Linked DNA regions of Capsicum annuum: region 2 is linked to region 1. A link is a contact called in public Hi-C data. All regions are on one chromosome and are shown on one strand. The core of a region is the stretch at or near the end of the contact, and the rest is flanking DNA. Distances in the headings are between cores, read along the strand shown. Region 1 has its middle 13 kb from the start of LOC107841055. Region 2 has its middle 8.4 kb from the start of LOC124892598.

Region 1 (7,608 bases), core at 2,160-4,659:
AATTACCAGCCGAGTGACTATGAAAAATCAACCATAGAATTGTCAAAAGAATATGTTACTCCCACTGTCCAAGAAAATAGGCACTTATTTTCGAGCACTTCCTAAAAATTCTTACTATAAAACTTCTTTCTTATTGAACTTTTTGCAGACTGTGATTATGTTAAATCTTTTTAAAAGAATCAACATCTTTCACATTTAAAATTGGATGTGTTACTCATACTCTCAAAACTTTGCTATTCTTTCGTAACGGAGGTCCTATTTGCTTTATCAGACCAATTGTTTGGCTCGCGGACAATGTTATTAGTAACAAGTTGGATGGGATAAGGCAGGATATCTAAACTTTATTTGATTGAAGATAAGTTCAACCAAACAAAGTATAATCTTAATCCCAACCCTTAATACCGGATATTCCACCTTATCCCTGCGCCAAACCACCTTAAATTAAATAAGCAGGAATATTTCAAAATTCAAATATTGGAAAATTTGGCGGCAAAATAGTTAATTTCTTCATTGAAGTCAAAGAAAGCATAGAGTTTGGACAAGAATGATTTAAATTTACATGAAGCACCGACCCATGTTTTTGTCCAAGTCACCAAAACATGATTTAACATGTCTTGGCAATTATTTTTCCCATCAAAGCGATGAATCAACAACCAATATTCCGTATGTTTCCAGACAGAAAAAATCTATCATAGTAAAATATATTTGATTGAGAAAAAGAAAGATTAGGTTGTTGACTCTATTTTTTTTCCAGATCTTTTCTTTAGCTTTAAGATTGTGGTACATGCACGCACAAAAAAATTTGTTTTTGTGTATAGCTTTGTTTGAATGTTTGAATGAAGTAGCTGAGTGTTAGATTTTGTGAAAGATTTGAGGAGAAAACTAATGATTAAAGTGGACATAAAAGATTTTTGAAATGGATGAGTTGGTAATGTCTTTTACATCTTTTGCAAATATAAATAACTCTTTTTTTTTAAAAAAAAAAAGAGAGAGAGAGAGACCTAGATTTGAGGAGGTCAGGAAAAATATCTTAAGAGATCAAATGAAATCACCGTGAAAGTTCACGACGAATATAATGACGGAAACCGAAATTTATATAAGAAAATTTAAAAATATATTATAATGTCACATTTGATACTGAATACCATATTAATTTTTCTTTGATGGGGTCAAGGCCAAAGGGAACTCAATAGCTTATTCATAATGATAATAATAAAATATTTATTTTTTTCTAATTATTTGTAATAGAATTTTTCAATAAAAGAGATTTAATTGAACTTTATTCCATGTCGCAATTCTAAAGATTTTGTTGTTTGCACTTTAGGTGGTAAATTTTTCTTTCTTCGTTTTTATTTTCTGATGTAAAAGTTGGCAGTGAACAGTAGAGGAACTTTGATAGGATTGAAACCTTGATGTTGTGTGAAGTTGCAAGTACCACTAAGATACTACTCAAATCTTTTACGTCCTCTATCCTTAATCCTTTACTTGACATAATATTTCAAAAAGATGAAAGATTTATAAAATTTATGATCTAAAATAATTCTTTAATATTTATGTGGCTATAAATTATTTTGTTAAAAAAAATTTTAACGCTAAAATATTTCAAATTATATTAACGTGATCTTTTTTTTGGGATGAACTTAAAAGGTAAGTGTGCTACATAAATTGAGATGAAAGGAGTAGTATTTCTTTTTTTGTTTGTTTAAATTATTTTTTAGTCGTTTCATGATTCATTTTTTTTATTTTTTCAATTTGTATTCAATACTTTATTTGGAGACTTAAATTCATCCGAATTCACAACATATAAGGTAAATTAAAAGAAAGTCTTGGCTATTAGGATTTTTTTTTTTCACTTTTAGTTTTCAAATTGAAATCTCTAATTAAAAATAATAAGATTTTATATCTATCCCATCATAATGTTTGATGGTGTAGTTTTAAGCTATTATCAGGTGTAATTTGATTTTCATCTACTTCCTTTCACACCCTTTTCACCAACAAATGGTATTATTACTCAACTTTTATTTATTTTTTAAAACAAAAAAAAAAATGGTCTGCTCCCAATTATTCCAAATTCAATAAATTCAAAACCTATTTGTCCTATACTTCACAAAATATGACAAAAGGTACCCCAAAAAAGAAAACGTGCTGTGTGGCTCCAAGAAAGTTGAAACCTAATATTGGATAAGTATACACACTAGTTAGTGGATACAAATTCATTGGTTTAATATCGTGTTTGTTTCTTATATTGCTACATGATGATTGGAAATTGTGAAAGCAATTATTCATAAGATTTATTCAGGGAACAACTAATTGATTAGGACTTGAGGTTCATTGATTAATGTTATGCATTTTTTTATTTATATTATTTGATTATGTATCCGCACGTCCTTTCACGTATAAGTGATTCTGTTTATGAGTCCACTACACCAAATGAGTGATAATGAAATTATTATAATTCATGACCTCTTCTGCCTGCTCTATGTCATGTTATGTTATACAACTATGAAAAATTTTAAATTATTAGAAATATATTTTTATTAACTTAATAAGAAAAAAGGTCAAATATAATATATCCTTAAATATTTGAAATTGAGGAAATTAAATATTCCATTCGCTGATAGTTTAGCTCACATATATTCTTACCTTTCAATAGCCGATCCAAATATGACCCTAATTTAATTAACTAGAGGTCCTAATTAATCTAAGTAACTGATTTATAAGCGAAAAAGAGCCAAATATATCCTTAAAGTTTGGAAAAGCGAGTAGATATGTCCTCTGTTAACAATTTAACATTTCTTTAACATGTACAAATTTAACATTTTCTTTCTGCTCATATTTATGTAGCAATCAAAGCCAATCACCAATTTCTAAATTTGACTGTAAATAGTTTAGCCTAAGTTAGTATCGTCGTTTCTCCTACCTATTAACAATGTAACAATGTAAACAACATATTGATATGTAACGTATGTTCATATCTTTGGTGAGAAGAATTATACTCTCTTTATAAATATATTTTTGTCTTTAGTTTTTTAAAGAAAAAAAATTGGTACAATTAATTCACGTATTTTCTGCACTATACGTGTCTTTTTCGTTTTAAGGACATTTGAACCTTTTTGGTTTACATAATTGTACATGTTTAAGAGGCATGAATTTGATTGTAATGTTTGTAATAATTTTACTGACCCAAGTATATCCAACCACTTTATGACGTAAAGCTAATTGTTCGAAATAATTACGTCTTCCCCCCAGCATGACACTAAACTATTAGCAAAACATAAAAGAACGAGAAAACAAAATCAAGAATTTGAAATCTAGAGAGGCCTAATAATCACATGTGCAGAATGGATGTGGCATCCAGGAAAAGGGTCTGTGGGTGGGGAGGGGGGTCACACAACATGGTTTGGACCTTTGGGTTGGTGGGGCTAGAGGAAGGAAAAAAAATAAGTATTATCCAAAAGGCAAGTAATAAGACATTGCATACATCATCTACTTTTTGGAAGTTAAAGATTTAATATTATTGGACTAAAAGGTTGTGTGGAGTGTGACTATTGGTGTCTTTAGAATGTAAAATGTGTGCTTTTCACACAAAAGTTTAAACTTTTTAATGGTGATTCCATTTATGTTGGGTAGTTAGCCTAAGACAACAAATCTTGAATATTGCCATTTGAAGCCTCATGAGTATTAGTTTTCAACTTTGAAAGGGACCTTTTGTGTTTTCTCCAAGTGATGATATTAAATTATTAAATTGTGTTAACATCTCATATAAAAATTTAATTAATTAAATAGGACATAATCCTTATATCTTCTCTCATATTGTACCCTTTCTGTGCATTTAACAAATTAAGTGCATGTTAAATATAGACCTTTGCCTGGCATAACAGTCCTTAAGGTGTTGTATTTGTTTTCAACAACTTTAGCAAAGTTTATATACTTTGCTTTGCTTTCTTCATCTAACAATTTGTGTATAGCTATAAGACTATCTAAAATTTCTTTGAATTCTTTTATCTATTCATTTACAAGTTTTAACCTCATCTTGATACTTTGAATTCTTTGCTTCAATTGAAATTCCTCATCCTTGTTAGCTTGTAGGTAATTATCCTTTCGTTTGGCCGAAATGCAACCAATACTAAAAAAACATTGACTCTTCATTCATTTTTCAAGTTAACAAACTTTCCATCAAGACATCTTTTCTAAGTTAGATGGTTTTCCGTCATCCTTTGTGGTTATCATAATTTTAGATGACGATTCCTTCACATAGTATCATCGATTTTCAGAGCCTGCATCAATTGGCTTATTTGGGTTCTCCAAAAAAGACTGTTTGAGAATTTCAATATTATGAGATATATTATAATATTATTAATTGATGGAGAGATCGATTGTGATGAAAGAAAAAGAGTAGCGAAGTTGAACATGGAATAAAATTTAAAATACAGAATAACTTAGGTTGAAACCAAAATTCTGATAGCATAAAAAGTTAATAGCACGATATCTCAAGTAAAAATACAAATTCATACGTTTTCGCTTCAGAACTAACTCATGCACATAGATGATTTGAATATATCTCTATGACTATATATTGTACTATAATATTATAATTTTACATCCCAATCATAAACTATAAAATATTGAATTAATATATTGCAAATACATTATTAGAATTCAACATCCTAATCCTAAACTATTTTGCACTCTATCATTAAGCCACAATCATTAATATTAATCAAACTGTGCTCCATTATATTGCAACTCAGATGACATATATCCGTCTCTTTTTATTCATTGACTAATATTATGTCATCTTCAAGCTTTTTAATGGACTAGAAACACTTGAGAAAGTTATGCAAAAGGATGGTGGTGGGAGAGGGGAAAAAAGATTATAGTTTATTGAACAAAACGTCTCTCTGTAATTGGCTTTTGAGACTTCTTCTTTTAGGTAAAGAAGAAAAGAAGATTGATTATGATCAAAGCTTTTGGGAATTGTCACCGACCACATATATATATTGTTCAATTTAGGAGTACTCTCTTTTTTTGTGTTGCTTAGTTATTAAGTCTCATATGTATATTGTGGACTGACTTTAATTTTCTTGGTGAACAATTGGAGACTCTTTTAGAATTAAGTTGTTATTATTATTAGAATAACAATCGTTGAGCCCCTTTTTGGTCTATTGGATAAGTTTTAGATTAGCTAGTTGTGTGCTGAACACATAAGTTTTTGAGATCGTCATCAAAATGTTTACTTGATTATGAAGGAAATCCACAAGTTCGATCGGTATGTTAGGAAATAAAGATATTGTTTGTCAAACATGGATATAATTTGACTACTCACTAAATTTAAGGTAATAATAAGGATTAAAATTTATGCTGTAATATTTATATTTGTATAAGATTTTCAGAACTTATGATCTTAAATATATCATAAATAATTATGTGATTATAAGAGTAAATAAAAGAGCTAAAATTGCCGGAGGGGCATGGTTGAGTGATAGCTAGAGAGGTGGACTTGGGATCAAATCCAACCTTCATTTGTCACTCAGTCAAGGGCTCATCGTATGAGCCTTATCTAGTGTGTTTTATATTTTCTATATGATTTGCGAATTATTACACAATAAGTAAGTTAATTACCATAAAGTGCTCACACAAAGAACTAAGATTATGACAGAAATTATGCATTTTCATAGGTTCCCAAAAAAATGAAGGAGCTACAATTAAATTGTTTTTTTAAAAAAAAGGAAAATGCCATTATTTTTTCTAACAAGTGGAAAGAACGGAGTATTAGGTCACGAAACTTGAGAATTTGGATGTGTGATTTGATCAATGCAACTTAAAGAATTGTGCGTTGGGGTGGGCTAAAACCATTTTATGAAATCTTTTCATTCTTTTCTTCAAAAGACAACAAATAAAATTCAAAGATGAAAACATTATTTTCAAAGTGCTCTTCCATTCTCCGCAGCCACCACCATTAGCAAGTGTGCGTTTTTGGATATATGGGCAGACCCATACTATAATCATCCGTGGTATTAGCGACCTAAAGCTAAATTAAATTAAGTGGAGACCTAAATTATTTTAAAAAATTAATATATATTTTTTTATAAAATATATTTTTTATGGGGAAAATCGAGTTGGAAGACACGTGGCACCTACTGAAAAGATTGCACTCAAAGCACGGTTGCGAGGACATTTTTAAAATACCAAAATCATCACCTCAGGCACAGAAGGTGCAACAAAGCGCCCTCTTGATGGCGCAATGAACAAGACTAAAGGGTACGAGTTTTGTTAGAGTATTCAGAGACAAACAAATTTATGTCAAGCTGCTACAGCTAGCACCTCCTCTAACGGATGAGATATTGTGGCACATTTATATAGGTCGTAGTCCTTTTAAGTTTTCTCTGGAAGGCTGTAATGGGCCAAAGCCTAACTTTGTAAACTGTAAATAGTCACCCTCACCCTTTGACACTTTTTCGTTCAATACAAAATAGTTGTAATTACATGAGTTCCAAGCTAGTCTTTACTTTCTATTCAAGTTAAATATTTGTTGACGGTTTTACGTAAGTCTCTTGGAAAAGCACAATCTAGCTCTTGGCTACCCTCGTGAACGGACCTGGCATTCTCAAACTCGTTTGCTTTACTTATTTGTTTCGTTCTTTTCCTAGTTATTCATTTTTCTTCATCATCTACTGTTTTTGTTTCGTTTTAGTTGATCCTCTTTCTAAAATTAATTGTTTCTATTTAGTTGTTTCTTTTATGAAATCAAGAGAATATTATCAATATATTTTTTCACTACTACCTCTATCATTAAATGACTAAACAAAGTATACATACTTAAAATTTATATTTTCAAAGTATAATTAATAAGACTAATTTAGTAAAATAAATCGCTAATAAATTGTTCTTTAAGGGGGAATCGTGTCAAGTCAACAATAGTCAACTATATTAAAACGAAGAGAGCAGTAACTTAAGAACTGACAAATTAGATCGAAAACAACGTTGAATGTTAACCCACCTACAAACGTTAATTGTATCAAATTCATGATCAACGTATTCTTCTTGCCTTTGGAGATGCAAAGTTGCTCGGTGCTCATACCTTTCTAAAATTAATTTCTTCTAATAATTTTTTATTCATTTAATAACAAAACCAACCTGTTAAATCTTGATTGGCATATATATATTCTAAAAGTGTCAAACTTTTTCTAACAATTCTTTCTTTTTTTCTTAAAAAAATAAGTGGTACTCTGTTGTTTTTTTTCCAAAAGACTTATAGCCTACTATTGCAAAAAAAAAAAACATTAGGCCCCTTAAATTTGAAGACGTACTTCACCTTCCTTTTTTCTAACTCGCTAAACCTACCCTGATAATATATGAGTGAGTTGACCAAAGCTAGTTACTTCAGCTTATCCCATATATATATATATATATAAAAGACATTAAATAAAAAATATGAACTCAAAAAAAACAAATAAATTGTAAGTAATTTTTAGAATTTTAACTCATAAAATTTAAATCTTACTTCGGTCTTTTGCCCTCTTGAAAATGTAAGTGGTATGAGTTGAAAAAGTGAATAATATTCATTACTTCTAATCTGATCAGTTATCACTAAGAAAAGCTGGTTTC
Region 2 (7,608 bases), core at 2,169-4,668, 180 kb after region 1:
TATATTATTACTTAAAAAAGTTAATTAGAAAAAATCGATTATATAATTTTGAAAATAAAGTTCATTCGAAAAGGGTTATTTTTTCTTTAAAATTTAAGGTCTTTGTTTGATCTTCGCCTTAGGCCACAAATATGGTTGAGCCACCCCTGATAACATAAATGATTGTGGACTTGTTTTTCTTTGTTTTCATTAACAGAGGACGATGAAGATGAAAAAATAATATCATTCCTGCATATAAAAAAGAAAAAATATAAAATCAAAAATATATTTTTTATAAAATGAAGAACACAAAAAAAGTAGTAAACAAATTCAACAATAAAATCAATGATATAGGAGTATATATAAGAGACACTAAGAAGCTAGAGCTCATTTCAATTCTAATTTTATTTAAATTCAAATTTCAAATATCTTATTAATTTGTTTTAAAAGAAAATTAATTTGTTATTCAAATTCAAAGAAATTAATAGGGGAAAGAATCTACGATATATACGGTATACAATTCAAAAAGAATTCCAATTGAAGGTCTTTTTCGCCAGAAAAGAGACTTGGTGGCATTAGAGATCTTTAATGTGATAGTTACTATTTTTCATAACACTTCAGATAAAAGTGTCATGCATATTCAGATGCACGTAGCAATATTCTTAAAATTATATTCTATTTGGTTCTGTTGTTATAATTCTTTTTCTCCAAATTTTTCTATACGTGAATTTTCCTATAATTGCAGAGTTAAAAAATGTAAATATCAATAAATCTTTATCATTATATGTTTTCTCATTTGGTTTACAACATTCTCATTATCCTTTTCCTTAACTAATTATCAAAGAAAAGCCTACAAAAAGTGAAAACACACATTGAGTAGATTAATTTCTTGCAAAAATAAAAATATTAAGATATATGCAAAACCCCTCTTTTCTCATCTCGTATTCATCCTTTTTCAACTTTTTTCTTTGAATTCAACCTTAAAACAAAGGAGAAAGAAACTTAAAATTATATATCAATATAGGAGTATATATAAGAGAAGTTAAGAAGATAGAACTTTACTTCGATTTAATTATTTTTAAAATTGAAATTCAATATCAAAATAAATATTTACTTACTTGAATTCAGAGATGAATATAGTAGAAAAAAATAGCCTGCAATACGGTTATCACTAATCTACATATAATAAATAAAAATATTAAAACCAAAAAAAAAATTAAACAGTGAAAAACGTGAAAGTGCAGGAAGCTAATTCAAAAGAAAAAATATATTCACACGCATGAAAGGTAATTCAAACGATCCGTTGTAGCCTCGAGCAGTATCCATTATCTGAGAAAACCTGAGCAGTAGCCATTAACTGAGAAAACTTGATAAGATGGTTATCAAAATAAAGAAAAAAATAACAACATAAATTGAAAAAATCCAATCAATAATTCAAAAGAAAAATTCATCTGAAACCCTAGATCATCATCAATTGTAAAACATATAAAACTTTCCTGAATATTGGCAATTGTGTATCGGCGTATTTATAGTGCTGAAATAATTTTTTAATTGCAGTTGAGATAAAGATAAAGAGTTGGAATAACTTAATTTTAAATTTAAATTCAAATTAGATTAGGATAAATACTAAGAGATGAGATAACACTAAAACACTAAAATAAAGATAGAAGTTATAATCAAATTAAATTCAAAATTAATTTGAACTTTTAAGTTGGGTTAAGATATGTTTTGTTGAAACATGATAAGTTCTTCATTATATTTAATTTTTTAAATACAATACATATTTATCTTCTAATATTATATTTAAATTAAAAATAATTTTAAATTAAATCATATTATTTACCATTTATGTATGTACTACTATTACTATTTTTGTTTTATTATTATTATTATGATTATTATTATTATTATTATCTTATTATTATTATCATCATTATTATTATCATTATTATTATTATTATCATTATTAACTTAATTTTAAATTCAAATTCAAATTAGATTAGAATAAATACTAAGAGATGAGATAACACTAAAACACTAAAATAAAGGTAGAAGTTATAATCAAATTAAATTCAAAATTAATTTGAACTTTTCAATTTGGTTAAGATATGTTTTGTTGAAAGATGATAAGTTCTTCACTATCTTTAATTTTTTAAATACAATACATATTTATCTTCTAATATTATATTTAAATTAAAAATAATTTTAAATCAAATCATATTATTTACCATTTATGTATGTACTACTATTGCTATTTTTGTATTATTATTATTATTATTATTATTGTTGTTGTTGTTGTTGTTGTTGTTGTTGTTGTTCTACATTCTATGTACGTACTATTACTATAATTGCCAACACTATTACAACTAATTATTATTATAGATATAGATTCCCTAGTATGTAAATAAATTATATTTAAATTTATTTTATAACATTTAAATTTTATAAGAGATAAGTTTGAAATAGTACATATCTATTAGAACTCTTTAATTATTAGTTTCTATTTTTACAATAATGAAAATCTTTTTTTTTTTTAAAAGGATAACTTATCAAATTTAAATACTTAATTTTTCAATTCAAAATTATTATTACAATATTTTTAACTTTGTCTTAAAATATTTTTTAATATTGTCTTAAAAATTGCCACGTGGCTATTTTAATAGCTTGACACGTGACGTCTTGTCTTGCTTATATTTTGCTTTTATATATAGAGAGATAGATAGATATAGATATGAAATAAGTACAAAATGCTTTCTCTTTCGCGATATTAATGTATTTGTCTCGATTATGAATGCATGTAAGGTTGGTCCGCTTCAAAGTTAAGGTTCCAGGAGTTGATCCATCTTACCAAAAAGTTTGGAGCGGCAATAGGTCTGAAAAAGTATCTAAAAATATCAAATTTAGATATTTGTACCCTGTCGAAGTAAGGAACCATGGCATATATGTTTGGAATAGATTCCATTTTGAGTAGAATAGATTCCATTTTGAGAGAGTGATAATGATGTTATTAATAGATTAACTTAACTACACCGATAATGTAACAAATTGATTACACTGTCGATATGTGTGTGTATATATATAAAGTCTTTCTAAAAAAAAATTGCAAATATTTTCCCCAAAAAGGAAATGATCAAACAACCAACCTTTCTCCTAAAGTTTCGCAGCAACAATTTCCAAAAGTAAACACCAGAAGTTGAACTCCAAGTGTGGAGTTAGGTAACTCCTACTAGATGAGTAGGGTTAGGAATTAGGGCCAACAATAAGTTAAACTCTAAATTAAATTCTTAGACTTCAAACTAATTATGCTAAGCTGGCTAGGTCAAATTTTTATGATGATGATGGACAATTATGTTTTGGTCTGTCATGTTACCTCCATAAAGATTTCCAATTTTGCACCAGTTTTTTCCTGCTACAACTTTGAAAAGTCGTGATAAATAGTAGTTGTGTGCTTCCACTTTTTCCATTGTTAGAATCTTTTTATGCTTGATAGCTTGTCTCTATCACTAAAGTATGTTACTCTAAATTCTTTTCACATCTTGTCCGTACAATTATATAGTGTAGGTTCATTATTATTATTATTGCTGTTTTTGGGTCCTCAAGAAATAAAGTATAATTTTTTACTTTTCTTGAACATATATTCCCTGCATATTTTTAGAAAAATATAAACATTTCTTTAAGATACAACAAAGTTTAACATTTCTTTAAGATACAACAAAGTTAAACATTTCTTTAAGATATAACAAAGTTACCATGTACTGTAAATTAACGTAGCTATTTCATGAAAAGATACTTGTATTTTTAGAGTTGGAAGAAGATTATATATTCAAAATTTTCATCTTATATCATGATCGAATAGACTCGCTTATTTAAATATTAATTCAAATAAAAATTAAAATTAAAAATATCAAAGTTTTTAATATATAAAGCCTTTTTACTTTTCATTATGTGATAACCCCCATTCATATATTATGAAAAACTATCAAATAATTTTCATTTTCAAGATAAATATAGGATTTGAACCAAAATTATTTGTATGATCGAACTTGTAAGTTGTAACTAACACGCTAGCTCCGCGCCTAAATAGATTAGAGACCAGTTCTGCCTCCAAGTCCAAGATATATTATTTGACGTTGCACCACTTTCGTTTGGTTGTTAGAAAAAAGGAAAAGGAAATTGTCGGATGTTTTTTCTTTCTTTTGAATTGTTATGTTAAGCATGAAAATATTGATAATTTGAAAAGATTTTGGACAAGAAATGACGTTCTGCAAAAAGTTGTATGAGATCTTACTTTATTTTTTAACCTTTCAGGCAAAACAAATGTAAGAAAACTATTTTCTTCCCTTTCCTTTAATTCGTTTCAGTAACTTTCTGAAGAAAATGTACAATTTTAGTGACTTTCTGATAATTTCAATAGTTGAACAATTTTGTGTAACTTTTTCTGAGATTCAAAAAAGACAGAGAGGCGTATGACAGAAAATAACAACCATAATAAAAAAAAGCTGAGATTACTTTAGAATTATGGAGAGAAATTAAAAGAAGAAACAAAAGTTACTTTAGATGGCAGTCATTTATATCATATGTGGCAGCATATTTCTTAAACATTGCTGAATTTGCTAATTTATCTAAGAAACGTCTTGTCTATCTATAGAAATATAGTATAATATAGTCATTATAAATATGTAATAAAAGATGTTCAAAATGTTTGACCTTAATGCATGAAACTTTGAGCGCACTTCAAAATTGAAATTCACATGAGACATGTTATTCTTTGTGTTGGATTGTACATTTCCAAACATTCATTTTGTCATGTTTGGTGGATGGATTTCCGGCAATTTTACACCACAGGGTGGCTAAAATTCCCCAATTTATGCATCCATTTGCTGACTTTTACTTACCATTATATTATTTCCAGCAACATAAAAGGAGAAAGTGACACCATCCCACTTCACACACATTTAATTTCTCAAACAATCACTAGTTTTAAATTTTGTGACTTTAGTTATTTTTTTTTAATAATATATTAAAATGGTATATGGGGTCAGTGTGTACCTCGATTAATTCAACAACTACCTGTCGTAGCTATTAGTAGCGAGTCCAGCATGTGATAGTTACAGATTTACAATTTACGAAGACTCAGTAGTTTATATATATATATATACTATTGCCACTTTAAAAATGCATAAACTTCCTTTACCTGCTAACTCCATACATATCGTAAGAAATCACTCAATATTTTTATCTTTGTTGAAATTTAAACCTAAGTAATTGTAATTCTCAACTCACTTTTTCAAACACTTAGTCACTCCGTTGGATGCTTTAATAATCTTTTATTAATAACTAGTATTTATTTTCTAATTTACCAGCCTTTATAAGTTCAGTGATTTTAAAGTAACAAATATTAGTTTAGTGGTGTTTGTAGAATAGCTTGTAAGGTGATGATATTATATGTAGGCGAAATGATCAGACAAATTCTCGTAATACTTGTCTTATGTTTTATTGAATTTTTTTGAATATTAACCGAGCATATATGACATTAAATTATTGAGCTGGAAAAACGCATGCAAATATGTATTTTTAAGCGAGTGAAATCAATATTTTTCATTTAAAAATATATTGTAAATTTAAAAAATACTCTCTCTATTTCAAAAAGAATAAACTAGTTTGATCTGACACGAAATTTAAAAAAATAAAGAATACTTTTGAATCTTATAGTCCTAGATTAAAGTTATATCAAATTTATCAAAATATCCTTTGATCTTGTGGTCTTAAATATGTCACGTGAAAAGTTAAAGTTAAAATTTTGCCATAAAAAAAAATCATTCTTTTTAAAACGTATTAAAAAGAAAAATAAGTTTTTTTTTTTTAAATGGAAATTAATAAATTAAAAAAAAAAGAGGCAAAGACTTTTTTAAAAAAATCCCAAAATCCTCCATCCTCTTCTTCTTCATTGCCCTCTCCCCTTCCACCCCCACCAGCACTACCACTATACATCCAGCCAAATCATTCCCCCCTTCCCGTCCCCCATCCTTCTTCAGCATGGGCTCTTTCAGTTCTGATTTTTTCGATAAAGATTTCGTCGAAAAACGCCATCTTCATAAATCAGTGACCAAACTATCCAAAATTATCCTTTTGCGTCAATAGAATGACGCGTGTACAAAGCAGCTTCATTCGAATCAATTTCAAAATTTGACTGTTCAAATTCAGCCGATTAGTGGAAAGTGGAGATATATTTTCGGGATGTTGAGGGCGTTAGGGTTATTAACGGAGCTAGTAGGACGAGGTTGTTGATTTTATTGACGGAAGAGGGATAAATGGTGTTCAATATAGAGGCGATGTTTGTGTTTACGACGTTCGGTGACGGCTTCTTCAGAGGTGGCGAAGGAGAGAAGATGGAGGGAGATGAAGAAAAGTGGTGGTTGAGGGCGGCGGAGACCGGAGAGGGAATGAAGTGGGTGGTAGGTAACATAAAGAAAATGGAGAGATTTCTCCATTGTTGTTGTTGTTGTGTCTGTTGTTGGGGTGAAAAAGAATTGGGGGGCGGCCCGGGGGGGGGGGGGGGCGGAGACCAGATTTTGTTTTGCTTTTTTCTTTTTTATAAAGAAAATATTATTTATATTTTATATGTATTTTTAATATTTAATTTATTATGTATCATTTAAAAATAATGCAGCATGCCACGTGTAGTCGGTTGTATTATGCTTATATTAATCGGATGAAAAAATGTCTTAAAATATCATGTTTTGATGGGTTTGAGGATTGAAATAACAATATGATAAAGTAAAAATATTCACATTACAAATTCAGACAAATACAAGGTTTCATCTAATTATTTCTCCTTATAGGTACGCAATTAGCTTAGTTACTTACTGACTTTCGTAAATAGCTCATAATGAAGTTGGAAATTTTAAGTGACAACAATTAGTTTAAGTGACCGAGTTTAGAACAAATTGTAAAGCGGATGGCCACTTGAGAAAAATAAACCAAACTTACATTAAGGGTGTGTTTGGTACGAACGAAAATATTTTCTGGAAAATGTTTTTTAATTTTCTCCTGTTTGGTTGGCTTACAGATTTTGGAAAATATTTTTCAAATCAACTTATTTTCCTTAAAACTAAGAAAAATGACTTTCCTACAAAAAGTAAGAAAAATATTTTCCAAAACTCTCTTTCAACATCACTATTAAATTGAAATATTCGTACAACTCTCAAAATCACCCATCCCTACTCCGCCCCTCAATCTCCCACCCCAACCCCAACCCCTACCATTCAAAACTTTTTTATTATCTCACATTTTTTATCATATTTGTTCTTAGTCTTTTTGTTAAATATATACAAATACTTTTAGAAAACATATACTTATCTAATTTGCATAACGAACACATAAATATAAGTAGGGCTGGGGCATATTTTAGTTTAAATAGAAAAAATTAAAAAACCGAATCGAAATTTAATTTTGGTTTAGTTTTTCGATTTTCCGGATTGGTTTTGATTTCAAATTTTAGAAATTTGGTTAAACGGTTTGGTTTTCAAAATTTAAAAAAAAATCGGATAAACCGAAAAATCAAAATTATATAAATAATATATTATAATTTATATATATATATATATATATATATATATATATTTCATA

What was found. Hi-C and Micro-C count contacts between places; a contact is called where the count stands out from the background.
Region 2: a Hi-C map of leaf shows a contact between it and region 1, with 2.0 times the contacts expected there. The contact joins two enhancer-like sites. A contact is called at or near these places in 2 of 5 Hi-C or Micro-C datasets (leaf and placenta).

The regions. Positions count from the first base shown.
Region 1 is chr1:164,256,007-164,263,614 of UCD10Xv1.1, forward strand. No RefSeq gene overlaps it. Among protein-coding and RNA genes, the nearest start is that of LOC107841055, 13 kb to the left of the region's middle. Within about 2 kb of position 3,410, at least 2 of the 5 cell types and tissues checked have an H3K27ac peak or open chromatin away from gene starts, as enhancers often do.
Region 2 is chr1:164,435,188-164,442,795 of UCD10Xv1.1, forward strand. No RefSeq gene overlaps it. Among protein-coding and RNA genes, the nearest start is that of LOC124892598, 8.4 kb to the left of the region's middle. Within about 2 kb of position 3,419, at least 2 of the 5 cell types and tissues checked have an H3K27ac peak or open chromatin away from gene starts, as enhancers often do.